Regions from separate parts of the Mus musculus genome. Here region 2 is linked to region 1. Evidence: chromatin contacts called from public HiChIP or PLAC-seq data. All regions are on one chromosome and are shown on one strand. The core of a region is the stretch at or near the end of the contact, and the rest is flanking DNA. Distances in the headings are between cores, read along the strand shown.

Region 1 (4,441 bases), core at 528-3,027:
CATAAAGTTAAAATTCAATTTTCAATTACATTGTTTGCCTGAAGCTTTCTAAGAATATATTGTATACATTGTATGTTTTATATAGACATAGCTGGATTTTAGATTTTAGTTATAAAGCTTGTTATTCAGATTCCATAGTCGTAGGAAGAAAGTTGCTGTTAAAAGTGTTTGCATTTGGAGTGAGGGTATGACACGGGACCTCTGTATCCATAAGTCACCTTGCACATCTCTCCCAGCTCATGGGCATTCAGGTCATCAGAAGCGCCTGACTTTTAAAAGCATCTTTAAGCAGTGCTTAAAGCACCATTAAACTTAAAAACAAGAGTCGTTAGAATCTTCAGCCAACATCAGTGGCTTCTAGGAATACAGTTGAAATTTTAAGGTAATTCTTATACCCGGGACAGAAGACTTTACTTTCATAGTCCTAATATTTGAAATGTTTGCCAGTAACAGATTTCCTTCCTTTTTTTGTATTTTAGGACATTTTTCTAAAGGTGTAAATAACTTTATTCATAACTGAAAATATAGTACTGAACATATAAACATGAAAACACGGGTAATTCTTGCAGTGGGGCTGTCCTGCATTGAACGGTTTAACAGCATCCTGACCTTCACCCACTCAGAACCTGTAACATTCCTCTTACCATGAGAATCAAAACTGTCTGCTTACATTTTATTACATGTCCCCAAAGCAAAGTTAATCTCAATTGAAAGAGTGGGATTGGATGTAGGATGGGGAGGCAGGAAGGACAAAGACAAGAATTAATCACTCTTGCCTTAGTCCAGTCATCACTGATGTTCCCTTCATAGCACAAGAGTGAAGGCATTAGGTCGGAGACCTCCGTTAACATGTGTGCTTGACTGTCTGCCCAGTTGACACTGAGGTGAAGGAAGGGGACACCTATGTGCTTGCTTGTTGAGGTTCCTGTTCTCCTGGGCATTGCTTTCCTGCTTGTCCTGCAGATTGATTACTTCAACAACCAGATCATTGTGGACCTCGTGGAGCAGCAGCACAAAGGCATCATTGCAATCCTGGATGACGCGTGTATGAATGTTGGCAAAGTCACTGACGGAATGTTCCTTGAGGCCCTTAACAGTAAATTGGGCAAACATGGTCATTTTTCCAGCCGAAAGGTAATAAGACCTTCCTCTTATCTTGAGCTATAAGACTTTTGCTTATTGTTTGGCAGGGCAACGTTGCTTTATAATAGGTTAAAAGAATGTACAGTCAAATAAAGGGGAAAGGCCTGATTAATAATGTATCTCTCTGTGAGTTCTGCTTCTCTGATACAGTGGTGAGGTTGACAGAATTATAGTATCCAGGAGAGGGAGCTACAGACTAAGGCATTTGCTAGATGCAGGAAAAATGAACAGGATTCTTTAAAAGCATGATGTCATTTGTAGCCAATAGATGCTGAGTACTTGTCCATGTGCTAGAATTTTATGCCTGCATCTGATAGCTCTGCATAAGAAATTGCTTTTGTCCTTGACTTTCCACCACAGTCCTCAGTGACAAAATATGGAGTGTGTTCTGACTGCATTCTTCAGACCCTGGGACCTGCTTAAAAATGAGAGATTTTAGCTGCAGTCATGGTTGTTATGGAGAAATGCATTCTTTTAGTATATTGAGTAAACTTCCAAGTCTCCATTTTTTACAATCTAAAAATGTCACAAATAAACCACATTTGTACAATAATTGGTAGGAGTTGTGGTTCACAGACTCTTGTGCGAGACCTTATATATGCAGTATGCTCATCAATTGTGTTTGTTTAGAAGTCTGTGTTGGGGAGGGACACCTCGTCATCACCCCAGGCTTCCTCACAAATGCAAGCTTGTTCAGGAACCAGACGCTGCCAGGAAAACATGCCTTGTTCCTTCCCATCTAGAAAGAAATGGGCAGCAGTTTTGTTTCTCTGTAAGTCTGCAGCACATTGCCACTGCTGCATGAATAAATCTACTTCCTAACTCCGTCCCCTTGGAATTATGTAATCTTAATGGAGAACTTCCACCATTAACTATAAATAGGGTGTGAATCATCTGCAAATTGATTATTAACTGACACTTATCTCAGGGCTGTTACTTGTAGCTACAAGCTGGTCTTCAGCTAATGCATTTAGAACCTAGGTCTCTTCAGCCAGTTCCCACTTAGACCCAAACGTCTGATTAAGCACCTCTTGTTTAAGCAGGTCTAGTCCTCAGAGGTGGGCACAAAACTGTACAAAATGGAAAGTAACCCTAGTCTCAGTGAGACATTTAGGGGGTACCTTTATCTAGGCAAATGGCGGACTGTAAGGGAGTTTAGAGATATCATCACAGGTTGTGGAGATTCATCTACTGATGTACCCTCTGGATACTAGACAGTCGGTATTGGTGAAATTATATTGATTTATCATACCAAATGAATCTTTCTTAAATTGTTTATATTTAAATAGATATCTGTAAGTCCCAAAAGTGACACCCCAAATTATTATTCTATCTTTTGCCATTCAGCCATTTATATAGCTGAATTAAGTAAATCAGTCAGGCAAAAAAAATTTTTTTTTCATTTTACTTTATGGGTATGAGCATTTGGCCTGCATGAATGTACACCATGTGCATACAGTCCCCTAAAAGGCCAGGAGTGGGAAGGAGGACTTGAACCCAGTTCCTCTGGAAGTGCTCTTAACCACTGAGCCATCCATCTAATCCTTCAAGTATTTTTGAAATGTAATCTCACTTTCTTTCTTTTTTGAGATGGACTCTAGCTCTGTGTTGCTCAGACTGGCCTCAGACCTCAGGGCTGTACTGAGCCTCAGCCACGCAAGTGTCTAATGCTGGCACTGCATGCCAACACACTAAGCTGTAATCTCTCCTTAAGGCAACTGAACATCTTGTGTTTAAACACTTGCTACTGTTTTGATAGGAAATCCTAATAGTAATAGTAATTGATTGCTTTCTCTTTTATTTATTTATCTCCTTCTTTGTTACTGGTTTTGGTGGAAGTCCCAGTTTCCCAACAGACCAAGTACCTACTTCTTTTTCCTCCTCCCTCAGTATCCCATGGATAAATACTGAAATGAAATATTTAAAGTATATTCTTTGGGGAATTTGTGTATATGTGGTATGTGTCTATGTCTGTATGTAAGCATATATGGAGGTCAGAGGTCAATGTCCTATATCTTCTCTATTGCTCTCCAACTTTTAAAAAATAATTTACATTTATTTATGTGTTTGGGTGTGTGCATGCATATGCATGCCTTGACACACATGTGAAAGTCAGAGGACAACGTGCAGGAGTTCATTCTCTCCACCATGTAACTTCCAAGGATCAAACTCGGGCTCTGTGGCAAGCCTCTTTACCCACTGAGCCATCCCACTAACCTAGTTTATTTTGTGAGACAAGGTCTCTCCCTGAGCCTGGACCTCCCTGATAGAGCTATCAGGTATCCTCCTGTCTCTGCCCTACTAGCACTAGGATTACAGGCATCACTGTACCCAATTATAGTATGTAATTGCTAAGGATCCAAATCAAGTCCTCATGTATATGCTGCAAGCGCTATACCAACTGAGCCATCCCTCATCTTCTGAGGAATTTTACCTAATAAGGAAAGAAATGAAATAGCCAAGCTGTCAAGATGTTTAAATCACCTCATACCTTTTAGTTAAATAATTCCATTGGGTTGTATGTTGAGCCAGGTATCATTTGTTACTGCTAACTGATCAGACAGACTTACTGGCTTATTAAATAAAAGATTGGTGACTTTTATTTGGGGCTAAAAATCTTCCTTTTGATTTAAAAGTAACATGGAGAAGCAGTCACATGATCTAAACAACTATAAAATATTTTAAAATAAAAAGCTAAAACAAGTATATAACAGTACAAGAAAAAGTTAATGGATTTATGTGTGTGTGTGAGAGAGAGAGAGAGAGAGTGTGTGTGTGTGTGTTGAGGACAATCACAGCTTTGTGTTTTATACAAATGTAAGAATGGATCATAATTTGAGTCTTATTCCTTCAGGAATTTTACAAATTAAAGAATATTTCAAAAGGGCGGAGGTGAGGGGAAAGAGTGTAGAGAGAGTGCTCGGCAGTTAAGAGTGCAGACTGGCCTTGTGCAGACCCCAGCACCCATGTCAAGAACCTTACAACTGCCTTAGCTCCAGAGCCAGGACATCCAAGAGCCCCTTCTGGCCTCTGAAGGAACCCACACTCACACTGCATAAACCCCCGTAGACACAATTAAAAATAAAAGTGCAGCTTTGAGAGCTCTGGAGGAGGATATATTTTGGAGACACCTTTACACTAGATGCCTTGGACTCCAGATTTATTTAACTTTCTACCTTCTCAGATAAATAACTATTGAAAGAGAGTAAGCCTCTGACTTCCTATAATTCGTCATTTGTGAACCTCTTAGACACTGTTCCTTTAGCGTCTGAAGCCTGCTAACCGGGACAGGATTCTG
Region 2 (4,516 bases), core at 827-3,326, 940 kb before region 1:
TTTGCCAAGTTCATGCCCCAGACCCCTGCAATCAAGTAACAGATTGTAGGAAACCGAGGTCTCGCAAGGTTTGAAGTCCTGGATGTTTAGCTCTATTTGGCCAGGTGGGCATGCTTGAGAGAGAGAGATGGTTGTTTGGGGCAATAAGAGTTTGTCTGGCTGAATATGAAGTTGTTTAACTGTCTTCTGTGTGGCTGAGCCCTCTTACAGTTCCATTGGCAGTGAGCATGATCCTGGTTCTTCTGGAACTAGATACTGTCTGTTCGGGATGTGGGTATCTTGGTAGGTACATGGCAGCATAATGTTCTAACCTGCAGCTCTTTTGTGTGTGTGATAGGGATATCTTGTCATTTCCTTACTTGTGTCTGTACAGTTCCAGGACACAGACATTACTCAGTGATGGGAAAGGAGGCTCCATTGTGTGGCACAGTATCCAGGAGCCTTCTAGGTGTGCATTATCAACATTTAGCCTTTTTCCAACTGGATCATTCACCGGACACTATTTAAGAGTTCTTTGTAAATTGCTGGGTTCAGGACCTGTTATAAAAAGATGTCCCTCTGGTGTGTGGCTTGGGTTTTCATTCTTTTAACTGCCCCCATGCCACCACCCCCACTTCTTATTTTGTTAGTTAAGATAAGTTTGGAGAGTGCAAAGTAAAAGAGGAGGAGGAGGAGGGGGAAGGGGAGGGGGAGGAGGGGGAGGAGGAGGAAGATAAAGAAGGGGGCTGGAGAGATGCCTCAGCAGTTAAGAGCACTGCTCTTCCAGAGGTCTTGAGTTCAATTCCCGGCAACCACATGGTGGCTCACAACCATCTGTAATAGGATCCAGTGCCCTCTTCTGGTGTGTGTCTGAAGACAGCTATAGTGTACGTCTATACATAAAATAAATAAATCTAAAAGGAGGAGGGAGAGGAGGAGGAGTAAAAGTCCTAAGAACCAGGGCAGCTTATAAACTGGATTCACTTTCAATTCCTGAAAGATCGGAATGTGAGGGAAATGAAACTGTCAGACAATCTTAATCAAGGTTCTATTAAAAGGGCCACCTCTCAGGGAGGCTCCAACTGGGTCTGCAGCCTCTATGGGACTGCACATCTACCTTGATCCTCATGGTGACCTCCCAGATGGAGGTTGTTCCTCTCTCCCCTCCTCCTACCTCCATCCACTCTGCTGTCTTGGGGTTTAATGGGCCGGTGTGGAGGGTTGAAAGGACAGTGTTAACAAGAGTCAAATCAAAAGGATATTCACCTAACTGTGTGTCTGCCTCTCTTCCTGGTTCCCCATTCTATTATTCCCATGCTGTGTGGGGGCCCAGCATTCGCTGAACATCTGGCCTCCCCCTCAGGAGGCTCAGGGTGTCCTTTTCCTCGCTGCAGTCAGTTCATGCTGGGCGTGCCCCACCCTCGGCAGGTGTAAGGTTTCTACTGGGTAGATCAAGCCAGCCTTGAACCCCAGCTCTTCCTGCATGAACTTCCTAAGTGCTGGGAATGCAGGGACATGCCAACCTTGCTCGACTGAGTGTGGTTGTTTCTGATTTATACCCCCTGCCCCAAGTCATTCGACTCAGGGAAAAACGCAAAACAAAAGCAAGATTTTAATCCAAGAGACAAGAGAAAAATGAAACTAAAACATGATACAAAGCTGAAGAACGGGAAAGATGGAAGAGAAAAGAATGGAAAAGCACAGTGTGTTTATGTATATAGTTCATGAACTCTTTAGAAGACTCAGGTTCCCCGGGGTCGGGGCGGGGGACGGAGGGGGGGGGGCAGAATCCAATCAAAAATATGTTACTTTCTCCGACTTCAAGCTCAGAATCACTAAAAAGTGGCAAACTGGTGATGTGATTCCAAACCTTTCCCTATCTTATCTTTTCAGAAGCTGCAGCAATTGCCTTTTCTTCTAGAATGTCGTCCCATTGTTTAAAAAGGAACTTCAAATTAGAATGATCTTCCCTGGGCAATTCCTGAAACAGCCACTAGATGGCAGAATGAGACCACAAAGATGCTGTGTCAGATTGGCTGCTGATCTGCATGCAGCCCGGGGAGCCGCGAGCTAGCAAGCCATCTCCTGCAGGCATCTGATTAATAATGGGGCTGTAATTATCTTTACACAATCCCGATTGCAGCTCCCGTTGTAGCCTAGCTGTTAAATTAAACTGCACAAATAAATATGCCTTGCGACTCAGCCTCCCCAGCACTGCCCACCCTGGGTGGCTTCCAGGCATATTAACATATCAAAACACAAACAGAACCCCTCCCCACTCCCTTCATTTTCATAACAAAAGGGGCCCCCTTTCATCTCCCCAGCAACCGGGTCTGTATTTAAATAGCTCTGTGAAGGCCGATAACGTTATTACTTTATTTCCCTAGTCTAGCCCTGGGATATCTGCTTCTTCGGGAAGATGGATGGATGGATTTTATTAGGAAGATGAAACACCCACGGACCCAAGCGGCCTGAAGCTTGGTGCAGAAGAGAGCCTGTAAAAGCCTCACCTAAAGGAATACTCAGAAATAACTAGGGATCCTAATTGGTCTGAGGCAGCGCTTTCCGGCTTAGTGGTCTAGGGTCAAAGGAATGAAAATGCAAACGAAATTGGGTTAGGGCCATAGGTTCCGGATGGTGGCATTATAAACTGTAGAGCCCTGGGCATGAAGACACATAGGGGTTAGAACTTCCTAGAAAGCACTTCACCCCAGCTGCAGGGCTGCTGACTTCCCCCCAAGTAACGGGAGATGTCTAGAGATCCTGCCTCCAGCCAGGGACAACTCAGGCGTGGGAGGGAGCTACACAGATGATGCAGATCCTGATTTGACTCCCAGTGTTAGAGAAGCTTGTACAATCCAAGGACTTGGCAGTACAAAGGCCTGTTTGGGGCGGCGGAAGCTAAGTCCTGAGGTTAACTCCTGCAGCAGGCACTCCTGTTAGGCCCCCAGTAGGTAGAGGAGAAGGGAGGCTTTACTCCCGAAGAGACTCCCTTCCATCATCCTAGGAGCTCCTCCTCTGCTCCCGACTACACATCGTTTGTGCTCCGTGGAATGAATGGGTGTCTGTTTCCGCACTCAGTGGAGGGGTGGGACTAAGCAAAGATGGAGAGGCTGAGGGAGGCGGGGCCGGGAGATCTGATAGTACATCTTAAGAAAGGAGAGAGGGATCAGCTAGCTTATCAACAGTCTGGTTCCCCAGGGTGAAGACAGGTAGATAGACTCGGGATAAACAGCATGGCTCTTCTGCGATGTGGTATCCTTGAACGCACGGGTTGATGAAAGCGAAAATGAATGAGTAAACATTCCAAGAAGCAGGGGCAAACTCCAGCCAGCACAGGGCTCTAGATCCCAAGAGCTTTCAGGAGGCGGTCTCCGAAAGGGCGGGGCTTTCTTTGACTGACATAGGTGATAGACATCTCATGAGTTGTGCCATCTCAGAATTGCCTATGTAACAATCATATGCATGAGGTAGTCTGCATGCATCAGCCTTACGGGATTTGTGATGTCCCAAAGGCCAAAGACCATCCTTTCCTTAGTGGCTTTGCACTGGAGAAATCTCTAGAGAACTGAATCCTCTGTTGGGCTTTGGTTTCTAACTGTGGTCGGAATTTTTGTTTGCTTGTTGGGAAGGGTTTTTCACAGTCCAAGGGACTATCTGGAGCAGTGAGGAAATGGTCTTCTTTGTTGACATTAGACCCTGGAGTGATTTTCCTATGACTTACACGGCCGTACCTCACTTGAAGAGGGCGCAGTAAGACAGAGCCATGATCATGAGAAGACCCCAGGAGAAAGGATAACCCCCTCCTCATATAGCTATAGATTTCCAGAGGAAATCCCAAAATCTCTCTCTGTCAGATCACAGTCATGAAAGGCTGCTTCGATGTATGCTCACCTGCCCAGGAGGCAGAGGAAGGACAGCCCATCCCCAGATACACTCCTCCTTAGCTGCTATAAGCCTCCTCCCTGAGTATCGCCCGCTACCTGGCGGGCTTCCCTTACAAGATAGAGTGGAGATGGGCTCAGGGGATTGTTGTCACAAGGGACTTCAGTTCCTTCCCTTGGTGGTTCATGCATTTATGCATTCCACAAAAATTAATTAAAAGTCTATTGTGTACAGACTATTACACTAATCACTTAAGAAGCCCGCAAAAGAAGACAGGGGCATAATGAAGCCTGTGTTTATCATCTTGAGTCCTGGAGTTGAACGTCAGCTCAGAAAGCAGGAGGCGCTTCCACTTCCCATTTGGCCCTAATGGGAGGGGAAGAGCGCACCACCGGCCTTGCCCAGTGTCTCAGCTCCTGGATGGGGAAGGGCTGTTTCGTGATTTGGCGTCCATGTTTCCAGTTTCATTTCATTGTCAAGAAGCCTTGCACCAAACTGCTCCCGGCTCCCACAGGCTCATGCTCCCTACAGTCCTGAGAGCATCAGCTACAGCATCTGCTCTTACACAGGCTCAACCCAAGCCAAGGATTGCCAGGAACTAGCCAGGAATTCAGGAGCAGGAGAGGGAGAGAATCCCAGCCAGATAGGGCCA

Evidence for each region. HiChIP or PLAC-seq counts read pairs in DNA pulled down with a chosen protein or histone mark.
Region 2: an H3K4me3 HiChIP or PLAC-seq map of forebrain shows a contact between it and region 1, with 8 times the contacts expected there. The contact joins two enhancer-like sites. A contact is called at or near these places in 7 of 115 datasets of contacts at active chromatin or transcription factors (embryonic basal ganglia, embryonic forebrain, embryonic hindbrain and 4 more) and 2 of 9 other capture datasets (embryonic tail and embryonic trunk).

Annotation. Positions count from the first base shown.
Region 1 is chr11:80,667,542-80,671,982 of GRCm38.p6, reverse strand. Myo1d (myosin ID) reads left to right here. Exons shown (of 22, transcript NM_177390.3): 11 at 964-1,134. The region is part of intron 2 of Gm38907 (a long non-coding RNA gene); the gene reads right to left. Among named protein-coding and RNA genes, the nearest start is that of Gm38907, 51 kb to the right of the region's middle. Within about 2 kb of position 1,777, at least 35 of the 459 cell types and tissues checked have an H3K27ac peak or open chromatin away from gene starts, as enhancers often do. A contact at or near this core is called in forebrain, where this site is marked.
Region 2 is chr11:81,610,926-81,615,441 of GRCm38.p6, reverse strand. It overlaps a transcript of Asic2 not described here. Among named protein-coding and RNA genes, the nearest start is that of Gm11418, 26 kb to the right of the region's middle. Within about 2 kb of position 2,076, at least 89 of the 459 cell types and tissues checked have an H3K27ac peak or open chromatin away from gene starts, as enhancers often do. A contact at or near this core is called in forebrain, where this site is marked.